4 separate regions of the Mus musculus genome follow, and all the other regions are linked to region 4. A link is a contact called in public HiCAR-type, HiChIP or PLAC-seq and promoter capture Hi-C data. All regions are on one chromosome and are shown on one strand. The core of a region is the stretch at or near the end of the contact, and the rest is flanking DNA. Distances in the headings are between cores, read along the strand shown. Region 1 overlaps Tbc1d5 (TBC1 domain family, member 5). Region 2 overlaps Tbc1d5 (TBC1 domain family, member 5). Region 3 holds the start of Daam2 (dishevelled associated activator of morphogenesis 2). Region 4 holds the start of Dazl (deleted in azoospermia-like).

Region 1 (3,370 bases), core at 463-2,962, 700 kb before region 4:
AAAGAGAGGACCAAGGATATGCACAAGTAAGCAGTCCCACTCAGGGTGTGCTCCATCCACCACTATCGGATCCCCAGTCTCACCCTATTGGGTGATCTACAGGTTGTTAGGGTTGTGAGAAAACTCTTTCCTGGAAACAAAGGTCCTCTTTTGGTTGCTGCCTTTTCCTTTATGTAACATTAAATTTCCTGAGAAAATTCCAATTTGTTTGAGGCCCATTGTTTCAGTAGTCTTGATAGTCAAGTTGACTCAAGCGTCTCTTTAAGATATCTCCATTTCTGTTAGACTGGTTACAGTTTCCTACTTTCTGTCTTAGCATCTCACTCTTGAGGTGCAACATGTCTATATTGGAAACAAATATAATGCAAATAGGGAGTAAAATTAGAACATGTTTTCTTAATGTGGGGCAGCAATGCATGCAACCCATTTTCATAAGCTCTTGGTCTTTTGTTACTTTTAGAAAGGTTGGCTCAGGCAGTTTCATCTTGTTGTTTTGAGAGGGTCTTTTCAAAATGCCTAGGCTGGCCACAAATTTATGAACCTCTTCTTTTAGCTTTACAACTCACAGGAAAGCACACCATGACTTCTGTGACTTTATATCAGTTCTTCCAACAATCCCCCCCCCCCCAAGCCCCTTGCTTCTGAATAGTATTTTCTGAAGACAAAGTCTAGTGCTTTGTTTTCCATAGTCCTTCAATGCTGGGGAATGATCACCCTGGTTGGTCTGGTTTGATCCCATGTTTGGAGATATAAGTCAGGGAGTTCATGCCAATAAACCCTTTATACCCAAGCTAAGCATATGGTGTACTGAAGAAATGACCTTTAGGTCAGACATGCGAAATCCATTCTGTTTGTGCTATGGGTAATATCCTAGCATCTCAAAAATGTCATTCGGGTTCCTTATCAGAAGCTATACTTCTCTAGTTATATTCTGTAGAATGTTATAAGGCTTTTCACTACCATAGCTACCAAATCATACACAATTGTAAGCCATAAGTCTTTTACAAAAACATAACCAGTACTAAAACTACTATAAACCCTGTAAACAGTGTGGTCAGGATCTGCCTGCAATCATCCACATTTGCCTATATGTATAGTTAAAGAGCCTATAGTTAAAGATTCTGAAACAGAATGGTTTTAAGTCTTCCAGTTATACAAGTCACTGATAGAGAAGGAGACATAAACCATGAATGAGTGGAACTTCCACCCCAGTCACTACTCACATTACTCAGATTACCCCAGTGTGACTAGAACACTTTACAGGGCACACAGAGCTGCTTAAGCCTCTAGGATTAGACTGCAGGGGTTCTCTTGGATGAGAGGCTGGGCTGTTGCCCTCTTCCACACAGGGAACAGGACCTTTTTTCACCTAGAGCAGTATTCACCTAAGTAAGACAGAACCAAACAGTCAGGAAGAGATAGATCAATTTCTTCTAGAATGGCTGAGAGAACAGGCAGAGGTTTTGACTTCCTCTGAGTGCCCTGGCCAAGACAAATGTAATTTAGAGTCAATACCACAAGAGCACAGGTTGTAAGCCAGAATGGAAGTACTTTTTACAAGAGAACGATTGTTTACTACAGGGAAACTGGTGGCTGCAACACTTGGGAGCTGCTGGTGTAATCATAGCAAAAGGCAGTAGCCAGCTGCTGTGCAGCCACTTTCACCCCTGGAAAGCAGGATATTGCAGCATGGGTGGTCAGCCCACTGTGGCCTGTGAGCCTTCAGGAAGTCATGTGCTGTCTCAGAGATAGTAATGGCTACAGTCTTGCAATGACTCACTACTTCCCCATTTTAGATCTGTTTCTCCAACCAATATAACTGACAAAAACACACAAAGTGAAATAGACACACATCTCTCATACTGAGAGACACATAGTAAAGTCAGCCAGGGGTGGCTACCATACACTCATGTATCTGAACAGGCCAGGTGAGTTCTGTGATGCAGAATCTATGCTCCTGTATGTCTTCTCCTCTTGTGTCCTACCTAGATGTCACCTCCTGCAGATGACACTTAACCTTTGGAGTCATCCGAATCAGATGACTTTTGTCTTTTGGGGAACTGGATTCAGATGCTTCTAGAGTACTAGACAGTGATTGTTGGGAGAGGTTTTCCCCAGCGCCTGGGATAAATCAAGGTACATACCCTCTAGGACTCCTCTATAGCCAGAGTATTCCTTCCTACTCCTGTGGGTACCATCAGTTTTGGGATCCAGTCTCTAAGGCTCTCACTGGGGCATGGGCACAACCTGAACCTCTAAAATGCTTCAGGGAGTCCACCAGTTATGTCATAGCCCACAGTCAGTTAAAAGTCAATTCCTGTTAGTTGGGAGTACACTTAGATATTCTGTACCTAAATGTAGTATCGGACATTTAGATCAAAGTGCTTTTAAAGGCAAAACCCTATCCTGTATCTCATCTGGCAGTTATAGGTGGATATTTTGTGCAAGCAAGCAGTTTGGCAGAAGCTATAATACACAATAAACTGGAGTTTTAATAAAACAATAAATAACGTTTTGCTCAAGCAGGTAGTGTAACAGAAGCCCAGATAAATTAGCTGGGGCATCTTGACCTTAGTTTTTTAGAATCATTTAAGTAATTTTCCACAGGTTTCTCCATCAAAGAGATCAAATTATAGTTAAATCTGAAATGGACTCAGCAAGAATACAAGGTAGAGGAAACTCTGTACTATCTTGCCCTTTTATAGTAGGAAAGGCCTGTATTGAGGCAGCCTAATGAAACTCCTTATTCAAATATATTTTTCTTGCTTTCTGTTTTCTGTAAGATCAGTTCTAGAAGTGTTTAACAATTGCCTTGCCATTGAATTTTAAAATCCTAGGAAAGTTAACACATTGGTCCAGTTGCATGAATGCAAACTTGAATTAGAAAATGCATTTATTAATTAGGGCATACTTAACATTTTTCTAGATACCTTCTAATTTGTTAGTTTGTATAAAATCAATAACCAATTACTTTGATATCTGTTATGGTGTGTAGTAATAGTTAAATTTGATAATTAGTTTGTCATAGATTTTAAAATATAATAATATAATAATTTTTAATTTTCATTATTATCAAGTTTGTCATTTCTGTTAATAATTATGCATTATAAAATGGTAAATGCAAGTAATTATAGGTTTCAAATTTTATAAGCTATTTTTAAAGTAACAATTCTTTAATAGAAAATACATTTTACAAATTATATATACTTTCTGATTCATTACTTCTTGGAATTTTGAAGGACTCATAATTTTTTTAATTGAGTATGAAGGTTCCAGTGAGTTTGATTTATAGTGATAGATGTTTTGTAATATTAATGATATGCTTGAAAACATTTATCTTGGATTTTTTGTATGAACTTTGAAACTTTAG
Region 2 (3,075 bases), core at 450-2,949, 600 kb before region 4:
GAGCAGATATCAGCAAGGAGTGTGTTGTCTATGCAGTTTTGGAGCTGTGTTCTACAAGGATAAGTTTTGGATGGCCCTTTATGACAAGGTCTGGAATAGCTGATTGTAGTGCTGCCTTGACCACAACACCTATGAGAAGATAGATGAAGCTGAGCAGAATCTCTTAGCAATGTGGAGAGCACTTAGAAAATGTACTTCTGAGTTTTCAACCTTTAAATAGCCTCTTGTAGACTCTTATGTCTTCCTCTCTCCTCAGACCAGGTCTCACTGTAGTGGTCCAAGCTGGTTACAGATGCATAGTCCTCTGCTTAAGCTTTCCAGCTGCTTGGACTGCAGGCCTCATATTACTACACTCTGCTTATCTGTACCTTACTAAGGCCCTTTTGGTAAAGTCAGACCATTAATAAAATCAAAATTATATTTACGCGACTTTTAATGTTTTTATAAGAAGTAATTGTTTTTCATTCTTTTAGATTAGTACACTCAGTATTTTAATGCCTAAGCTAGATTTAAATATTTATCATCTTATTTTAATTAAAAGGTTACCTGAATAATTGGTTTTACACTAATTGATTTTAGTATCATTTCTAAGCTGACTTTTTCAGTATTTTACCTGTAGCCACCAGCTCCAAATTGATTGTAATGTTTATTCTTAGATCTGTTGGGAAGCTTAAATCTGTTCTCAGCTCCAGTTTCTTAGCTTTGATTTAATACTTGGTATAATACTGCAACATTATAAAATCCATTGTGATGACTAATCTTGCTTGTCAATTTGAGACAGCTGGGAAGAAGAAATCTCAGTAGAGGAAACTGCTTCCATCAGATTAGCTATGGGCATGTCTTTGAGGCATTGTCTTGATTTGGTTTTGGTTCCAAGGCCTTGTGCATGCCATACCACTTAACCACTAAGCTATACCGAAGGACCCAATTTCGATTTCTATAACAATTTAGGTGATAATACAGGATTCCTCGATTTTCCAGCTGTTCATGAAGTGGGTGTTCTTTATGGAATAGGTAGTATTAGTTCTGTCACTGCAGTTATTCCTTGACATGGACTTTTAATAACAAACTCTCAAGGTCATTTGGCATCCTTAAATTTCCAGTTCCTATAGCAGCTCAGAACCCTCTCGCATCAGAACGATACCCTTTGCCTTGTCTTGCTCACTCCCTTTGCTGTCATCCCTTCACAACATGACTTCTCTTTCCTTCATCCCCTGATTTTCCCTTCGTCATTTACTACACTAATGTTCACCAGTTATCAGCCTCCCAGCAGCCACCTAAAAGCCAGGGAGGGAGGCATGGTAGTCCTCCTGGCATCCCAGGACATGGAGAGCAGAGACAGAATCTCCAGAGCAATCCTGTTAGCTAGACTAGCATGAATGGTGAGCTCTGGATTTAGCAAATGGTGTACTTCAGTGGCTGAGATGAAAAGCAATTAGGGAAGATACCTGCATCGGTTATTTGTCTCCATGTATACACAGTGCCCCCCACACATGAACAAACACAGAATACACACACAAATGCTAAAAGGGTTTTGGACAACTATGCTTACTGACTCACTTTTTCTGACATCAAGGAGATGCCAGCCCTGTGTCACAACCCTTCAGTATTGCTTTCCTTCTTAAATGCTCAGCTCTTGTCCCCAACTCCTACTGCAATTCTCTTGCTACTTGCATCACTAAGAACATAGAAAAGGTCTTCTTTACCACTTCCTCAGTATGTTTCGCAATATCTTTCATCTCCCTAATGCCTTTTAACATGCACCCTGGCTCTTCATAAATACCATGCCCTACTCAAAAGTGTGCCTATGTAACTACTTCCAGGTCATCCTACAGTATTAATTTCTTCTCTACAGTATTAATTTTAGTTTGTATAAAACATTTCATTTGTTGTTTGCTAGAATTTGATATATTGTAATAATATTAAATCTAAGCTATCATTACTATGTTAGCTTTAACCAAACTAGACCTTTTTTTTTTTATATTGCTGCTATGAAATTGACTATTCCTTTAGAGGTTCAAGAAGGCCTTTAGGGGCCAACAAGGTGGCTCAGTGGGAGAAGGTGCTTATCACTCGGCCTGATGGTAGGAGTGTGATCTCTTGAGAGATGGTGGAAAGAAAAAGCTAAATCCTAAAAATCGCCCTTTGATTCCCAAATGTATTTATTCCATGAACTTATATACACATACAAAATAATAAATAAATAAATAAATAAATAAATAAATAAATAAATAAATGTAATGGAAAAGAAAAAATGAGACCACTTGAAAATTTTGTATGGTTTTTTTTTTTAATCTACAAATCTATGTTCATGGTTAACTTTTAAATCACATACAATGTTGATCTTTTTTACATTTTAATTTTGGGGTTCGGGGCAGAGGCTGTCTATACACTATGATGCACATGTGGAGGTCAGAGGATCTCTGAAGCAGAGCTTTCTGCTGCTGTGCCAGTTGCTGCAGGCTGTCTGGCTCATAAGCTTTGAGGTGATTCTCCTATCTCTGCCTCCTATCTTCCTATAGGATTGTAGGAAGCATTACTGATGCATGCTGCTGCACCTAGATTTTTATGTTAGTTAATGAATCAGATGTGGGTCATCATGCTCTTTTACCCACTGACCCATCTTCCTCACCCAACAGTGTTCATAAAATTAATGGTAATAGCTTTTGTTGTTAGTTATTATTTTTTAACTGAGACTATGTTCTTAGTTTCATATTGGTCATTGTTTTTCATACCTTGTAGAGCAGCCTGAACACTGTGTCCTTCTCTTCACTTGTTCAAAATTACATGTATATAAGTATATACTATAGGTACACATACCAGAGAAACAAACATTGCCCCTCTTTGCCTGATGTTCATATTAGTTGTGTCCTGTTTCTTACATATTTTCATTGTGCAACACTACAACTTCCACTCTCTAAAATACACTCTTCTCAGTCTGTCACCTCCTGATCCCTCCCCACCCCATGCCACCTACCAGCATTTATCTAATATTCTACACAGGATGGTAATGTTTTATTTGTTTATGGGTCTTTTATCTCCGGTACCACTGACTCTATCTTTTCTAAGATATTC
Region 3 (3,442 bases), core at 128-2,627, 730 kb after region 4:
TGTGTGTGTTTATGAACTTGTAGAATGTGCCACCACATGCCTGTGGAGGTCAGAAGACATCGAGCAGCAGTTATGTCTCTCTCTTTCCACCATGTAGGCAGGCTCTGGGAATCAGCTGAGGTCTTCAGGCTTGTCCACCAGTACCTTGACCAGTTGAAGAACCTTGCCAGTCAGCTCTCAGATCTGCCCATCTTTCAATGTATCCCGCTCCTCATTTTGTCTGGAGAGATGTCTCTCAGTGGTTTGTGTCTTGCAGACACACACTCCCAACTGCTTCAGGGGGCCGGTGCTAATGAGACCATTCCCTTTCCTTCGGTTTCCTTTCCTGTTTTGCTCAACCCATCCCATGTTTCTTTATGATGGCACAATAAAGTTTGCTTGTGGGATAATTCAGAAAGGAGATGGTTCACTGCAGATGGTCAGTAAATAAGTCAACCATATGTCTCCTACACCTAAATAATTTTCCACTCCCCCTCTCTTAACAATAATAACAATAATAGATTGCTTTTATGTAGGACTTGCTACGTGGCTGCCAATATTGACAATAAATAGTTGGAAAGGGGGACATCTGGGTGTGGGCAGGGTACACAATAAATAGGCATGCAAGGTACTGTGGGTTATAGAGACAGCTGCTCTTAACTGACACCATTTCCGGTTTGGCCAACGAGACCCACAACCCCACATTTTAAAACACTAAATGCAAGCTTTTGGAGGATGAATAAGCTATTGTATATGGCGTGAACTACGTGTATAAGCAATAGGGTCGGATGAACTGGCCAGCTCTGAGTTGGAAAAAGCATACAAAGAGGCAAGGAGTGTGGAACATAATTTAATAAAAATAAATTTTATAAAAAACCCTATGAATTCCCAAAGAAGAAGTGGAAAAGTTGTTAGGGTGTGGTGCAAGCCTTCTAATTAGTGGTTGCTCTGTGCTGCTGGCTTATCTCTCTTGCCAACACCTTCCAGGCATACACTGACCAGCGAAGGCACCCTGCTTTCCAGCCTGATAGTTGGCTCCCCACATGGTCCTCTGCTAGTTGGCCAGAGGAGGGGAGGCTTCTGCTTAGATGGCCACTTTTAGCCTCTTTGACCCTGATATGCTTCCAAAAAGAGGCAGCCCCCAAGAAGGGCTGGATGCCAAAGTGAGAAAGAGCGGGCCCCAGTCCTGCTGGTCCTGCTGTGTACCGGTGGCTGTCTCTGTCCCAGTCAGTTCCCAGCGTGAAAACTGCAAATCAACTCCCAAGTTGCTGCCATCGGATCAGCACCTAGGGGAAAAAGCCAGAGTCTCTCCTAGCCATAAATATCCCTAGCTCCAAGACGCCTGACGTCAGAGCGGGGCGGGCGGCGGCGCGAGGCCGGCCGGGAGGGAACAGCCTGCTTTCTCCGGAGTCCTGAGCAGCCAAGGACTGAGCTGAGCAAGCGGAGCGCGGTGCCTGCGGGAAGCCGGGACAGCAGCAGCCTCACCGTGCCATGCGGGCCTCAGGGTAGGTGCAGCACTGGAGACTTAGGCGCGGGGAGACATCAGGACACTTTTCTGCCGCTTTACTTTTCCCTGTTGCGTTGGCGTCGGAAAGGCAGCCCCTCCAGCAGCTGCCTGTTTTGTTCTGGAAAATGTTTGCAGAGACTCCGATCCTGGAGTGGGCTGTGTGTGCGTGCAGAGGGGGTGGAGTGAGGAGTGTGTGCATCGGGCCACTCACTGTACACGGCTTCGGAAAACTTTGGAAAACTTTTTAGCGGCTTTGCAATTAGACTCCTGATGGCTTGAGCGAAACGACATAGATAGCACCCCGCTCCCAGATGCTGACAACTTCTTCGGTGGCTACTTTGCCCATTTCGGTGTGTGCGTTCTGTTAGGTGGACTGAAGTCTTTCCAAGCCGACAGCTCCCACTTGTAGGCAGGGCCTTAACAAGGAGGATGGGCAGCCTAGTGGAGTGGCTCTTGTTCTTCAGATAGCGGGACCTTGGGCATGCCGAGAAGCATCAGGGAGATCAGGGAGAGAGAATCCCCAGGCTGTGGCCCTTGGCACCTGTGGGACAGTCCAAACTCTTGCTATGTTGGGGTCTAACCTTCGATGCACTGGGATTCTAACAACGCAGAAAGGATTTAGTGTGGCCACAGGTAACAGGGTGGGAGAGAAGGAGGAGGAGGAGAAGGGAGGGCAGGAGGAATATGATGGAGGAGAAGGGAGGAGAGGAGGAGGAGATGATAGTGCTGCTGGCTGCTATAGTCCTGTGTCCAGCTCTGTGTCAGGAGCAGGGTTGGATGTTTCTGCCCCATGTGCCCATAGTGGGCTAACTTCAGGTTCTCTGGGAGGGACACGGGCTGCAACACCCAAAACAAAATGTATACTGGTAACATAAAGAGACTTGTTTGAGCTGTGGGCAGAGGGAGGGGGCGGTAGGGGAGAGCAAGAGAGATTTTTATCAAAATTGAACACAGATTGCTGGAGTCTGGGCTTGGTTTAACCCTTCTCTCTCTCTGCCTTGGCTGCTTCTCTGCAGCCCTGGGGAGTGTGTGGCCAGTTCCTGGGATGGGGGGAGGGCAGCGTCCTCCCCCCACCCCAGGGGGGTTGTCTGGAAGTCCCCAGGGGCACGGAAGTCACTTTTCTGACTCTCAAGAGCTTTTCCAGTTTTGTGTTGTCCTTCTCTGTGTGGCATCTGTTTCTCAGGAGAGAATGAAGTTGTGCAGGGTTGTTTTGGGGGGGTGGCCACAGGGGTCCACCAACCAGAGAATACACAGTGTACAGTCCTGTGCATGTGTCTGTAGCAGGGATGACAAACAAGTGACGGAGAGAGAGCCTGGATTGGCAGCCATGCTGTCTCTGAAGTCTCTGGTTTTACATCTTGCAGTAGAGCCAACTAACAGTGTTTAGATGGGAGGGAGGAAGCCTGGACTCACCCTATGGTGGGGGGTGTGGGGAGAGAGAGAGAGAGAGAGAGAGAGAGAGAGAGAGAGAGAGAGAGAGAGAGAGAGAGAATGAACAGACCACGGGAAGGAAGGAAATCTGGAAATAAAAACAGAACCACAGGAAGTTGAGATTTGGGGAGGATTTTAAAAATTATACAAATTGACCCCCTGGGAAGTACCGGAAACGACTGAGCAGGCAGCCATGCCATGAAGTGTGTGCGTGGTGGTGATGTGAGACAGGGAAGAAGAGTGTGTCAGTGGTGGCTGGGTCTCTGTGGATGCGCACGGGGCTCGTGCTTACGCAGACATGACTGTGGTGTCAATTCTTGCCTTGGGCATGGAAGCATTTCTCCGATTTCTCCATCCACATTGTGAACTTCATCCTACCTCCTTCTTTTTTTTTTTTCTTTTAAAGCAACAACAACAAAACAACACAAAAACCCACACAAGGGCGCTATTATTGTCTCAGTCTCCTCTGAGGAGTTGTGCCCGCTCTAACCTGACTTAGTCCGGTTTTCAAAACTTCTCCAGATG
Region 4 (3,132 bases), core at 202-2,701:
CGCAGGAATGGAAGGTCAAACACCAATGAGAGTTAGATGGTTTTGGGTTTGCTCTAGTCTGCACGGTGCTCCCCGTCCCCTCACGTCCGTGCTTTTCCTCAGGATGATGCCTTGCCAGAACACCGGTGTGCTGCAAGGTGCTCAGCTCCAAATCGGGCTGCACCGCTTCAGCTTTCCCCATCCAGCCAACGCAGGAAGGCCTGGAGCTACAGAGTTTAGAGCCATCTCTCCGCTGCTCATTAACCAACCATTCCAGCTGTCTGTAGTGGGTTTTTTTCTTCTCTACACTAAAATGAGGACAGTCCAGGCCCTTTGTTAGACTGTTCACACCACCATGTAGCCACCTACCGAAGGCCAGTGGAGAATCGGATCTTCACCGCTGTAGTTTCGAGCTTAATTTTAGTTTCAGAATTTTGGAATTTCCCCCCTTTCAAATAGGTGCAATCTACCCTTATTTGTTTTATTTTTATTTATTATTTTAATACTATTTTCTCCATCATTGCTGCATGGTTAGTGGCAATCTTAAGCTGTTTTGCCAGCTTTAAAAAAAAAAAAAGCTGTAATACTTATCATCTGTACAAAAGGTAGTCAGGACGGTATAAGTACTAGGTGGTTCTGCCGTAAGGTTATCTCCACCAAGCACCCTACAGCTCGGCTCTGCTGTAGGTAGGTAGGCCCCGTTTCTCTGGCCTTGAGAATGTTCTAGAATTCTCTCAGCTGGCCTAGCTTGTTTCTGTAAAGCCTACAAGAGAAACGCTCACACTGCAACCTAAATTCCACGAAGGGAGGGATATTCTCTCGTGTGGTCTGGTCACTGCTGTGTCCTTTGTACCGGATAATTCGGGCATTTATTTGAAGGGGCGGGGGGGGGGGAGAAAAAAAACGGAAGAAAAAAACTAAGTCCTGATGGCTGACGGGCCGGCCCGTGAGGCATGAGGTGCGCCTTCCACATGCACCCGGACTCAACCTTCTCAATGTGGCTGAAAAAGAGGGTGAAGGGGCCCGGCCAGGCAAGGCCTGCTCTCTAGTCGTGCCGCCCGTTATTAATTTCTATTTCTGCGGGCATTTTGTAAATTTTAAATTCGGCCGCCAAGCTTTGCTGACGGGATAACGCCATGCCTTCGAGGTGCCATTTTTGAGGTAATGACTTGAATAAATGCTTTCCTGACAGAACTCTGAGCACCGTCCTGCCCAGGACTTATTTCACAGGGGCTTCGGACACGGTCCTGGGGGGGCTAGGGAGTGGCAGGAGTCGGTCCATCTGTCTGTCAGTGAGGCTCGGGCCTGCTCGGCAGCCGAGACCCTTACGTAGATGTCGCGCATGCTCCATGCGCACCCCTCACGCACTCCGTGGGCGACGTGGGTCCCCTGGCCCCCCTTGCGAGGCCCTAGCGCTGCCGCCTATTGGCTGTAGCACGTCACGAGGCCAGCCACGCACAGTCATCCCCCCGGGGCGCGCAGCCCACGCCTCAGTGACTCGGCGACCCTCAGCACGCTCGCTTCGGGACTCCGCTGTCTCCGTGGCCGTGGGCTCTCTTTCCACCACCGCCTCGGCTTTTTTTTGCCCGTTGGCCGGCTAGGCAGCCACCTCACGTAGCTGCCCCGTCGCGTGGCTTCTGCTCCACCTTCGAGGTTTTACCACCCGAACTCTGGCCGCCATCATGGTGAGTCGAGGGCAGGCCCCGGGGTGGCAGTGCAAGACCAGCCGGAGGCCGCGATTCCTTACGCGGAGGTTTAAAAATCGGCCTTTTCTGGTGTAGCACAGAGAAGTGGGGAGAGGGCATAAAGAGGGTCCTTTCATATTTCCGGTTCTGGGTTCCTCCCCCACCGGACAGCCCCCAGGGTGAGGCCTGGAGGACAAGAGTGGCGGCCTTGCTGCCTTTGCGGCCTACACCAGCACTGAGGGGTTGCGGGGAGATGGCGGGCAGCCCTGGGGACCTCGGGCAGCCCCGGGGTGGGCCACGTGCACGGCCTGGGCGTCACGTGACGGCTCTTTCCCGCCTTTGGGCCGCGGTGCCCGTAGGAGCAGGCCTTAGGCGAGGCCTGCCGCGGCCCAGCCCCCACCCCGCGGCCCAGCTCCTCCGCACGAGCGCCCGGGCTTCCGGGTCGGAGCGCCGCAGCGCGGGCGCCTCCGCCAGGTGGCGCCTAGGCTGGCCGCGCCGGGTCCTGCGGCCTGGCGGCTTGGCCGCGGCGTGGAAAGGACCCGGAGGGCGTGGTTATCGGGAGGCTGAGGGCGGGCCCTGTCGCCTGGTGACTGTGGGTGGGGTGGAGGCGGCTTTGCGGGAGCTTGGCTTGCGTGGGCTGGGGGAGGAGCCAGAGGCCTGAGCCGGGCGGGGGTCGGGGAAAGCGGGACCGGACAGCTCTGCTGTAATCGCCGCTGCCGCCGCCAGCAGACTGACTGAGGCGTTGCCAGGCTAGCTTGGGCTACTGAAAACAAACGTTGATAGCCATTTAATCACAAATCCGTTAGATGTTGCATGTTCGTTTAAAATTTTTTTCCATTTTAGAGGTAAAGGAAGAAATTTATACTACTTATGACCGATGTTAACTTAAGTTGGAATTCAAATTAAGCATTTATAATGTGAAATAGGTACTTGTCTATCACAATAATTTAAATCGCACAATATTGGACCGTTTTCTCACTACATTAGGGTTAAACATTTGATAACTGCAGATTTTTATCTATTGGCCAGTATTTGTAGCATACATGGGAATTTGCTTAGCATAGTGATTTAATTACATTTCAAAAATGTGAATCCTGAAATCTTTAATAACTATTCTCAGCTTCTAGCTATATTTGATATGTGGATTTTCCAATACAATGAAGTATGGTACTGTACAAAATAGGCAAATTTTTGTGTGCTGGCTCATTGCTGGTATTCTAATATTTCTCATAGCTAATTCAGAGGTATAATTAAATATGTCTTAAATTTAATACAGTTTGTTTTCAGTATGCTATTATAGTCCATTGATGAGTAAGATACTTTCCCACCAGGGTCAGTAGTGGGCATTTAGGTGTGTGGAAATTTACAATTATTGGGGACAGCAGGGGGCCATATGGAGCCCTTTAGAAGTTCAGGTCAACTCTGGCAACATAAGACGTCATTTAAAATAAATAATTGTACTCAAGAA

What was found. Promoter capture Hi-C pulls out the DNA fragments that hold promoters and counts their contacts. HiCAR-type assays count read pairs that join an accessible place to other places. HiChIP or PLAC-seq counts read pairs in DNA pulled down with a chosen protein or histone mark.
Region 1: an H3K4me3 HiChIP or PLAC-seq map of bone marrow-derived macrophages shows a contact between it and region 4, with 7 times the contacts expected there. The contact joins the enhancer-like site here to the promoter of Dazl in region 4. A contact is called at or near these places in 4 of 39 promoter capture datasets (the 3T3-L1 cell line, liver and pre-B cells), 1 of 484 Hi-C or Micro-C datasets (embryonic stem cells), 2 of 115 datasets of contacts at active chromatin or transcription factors (bone marrow-derived macrophages and microglia) and 3 of 9 other capture datasets (adipose tissue, liver and pancreatic islet).
Region 2: a contact with region 4 is called in a promoter capture Hi-C map of neutrophils, with 4 times the contacts expected there. The contact joins the enhancer-like site here to the promoter of Dazl in region 4. A contact is called at or near these places in 10 of 39 promoter capture datasets (HPC-7-derived erythroid cells, frontonasal cranial neural crest, hematopoietic stem and progenitor cells and 6 more) and 2 of 9 other capture datasets (adipose tissue and pancreatic islet).
Region 3: a HiCAR-type map of astrocytes shows a contact between it and region 4, with 2.2 times the contacts expected there. The contact joins the promoter of Daam2 here to the promoter of Dazl in region 4. A contact is called at or near these places in 2 of 115 datasets of contacts at active chromatin or transcription factors (astrocytes and embryonic stem cells).

Annotation. Positions count from the first base shown.
Region 1 is chr17:50,992,158-50,995,527 of GRCm38.p6, reverse strand. The region is part of intron 3 of Tbc1d5 (TBC1 domain family, member 5); the gene reads left to right. Among named protein-coding and RNA genes, the nearest start is that of Gm31083, 110 kb to the right of the region's middle. Within about 2 kb of position 1,712, at least 121 of the 459 cell types and tissues checked have an H3K27ac peak or open chromatin away from gene starts, as enhancers often do. A contact at or near this core is called in adipose tissue, bone marrow-derived macrophages, liver and 2 more, where this site is marked.
Region 2 is chr17:50,888,280-50,891,354 of GRCm38.p6, reverse strand. All of the region lies in intron 13 of Tbc1d5 (TBC1 domain family, member 5), which reads left to right. It overlaps Gm31083 (a long non-coding RNA gene), which reads right to left. Exons shown (of 3, transcript XR_385639.3): 3 at 1-129. Among named protein-coding and RNA genes, the nearest start is that of Gm31083, 9.9 kb to the right of the region's middle. Within about 2 kb of position 1,699, at least 19 of the 459 cell types and tissues checked have an H3K27ac peak or open chromatin away from gene starts, as enhancers often do. A contact at or near this core is called in neutrophils, where this site is marked.
Region 3 is chr17:49,562,245-49,565,686 of GRCm38.p6, reverse strand. Daam2 (dishevelled associated activator of morphogenesis 2) reads left to right here and starts at 1,377. Exons shown (of 25, transcript NM_001379372.1): 1 at 1,377-1,484.
Region 4 is chr17:50,291,939-50,295,070 of GRCm38.p6, reverse strand. Dazl (deleted in azoospermia-like) reads left to right here and starts at 1,451. Exons shown (of 11, transcript NM_010021.5): 1 at 1,451-1,664. The coding sequence starts at 1,662.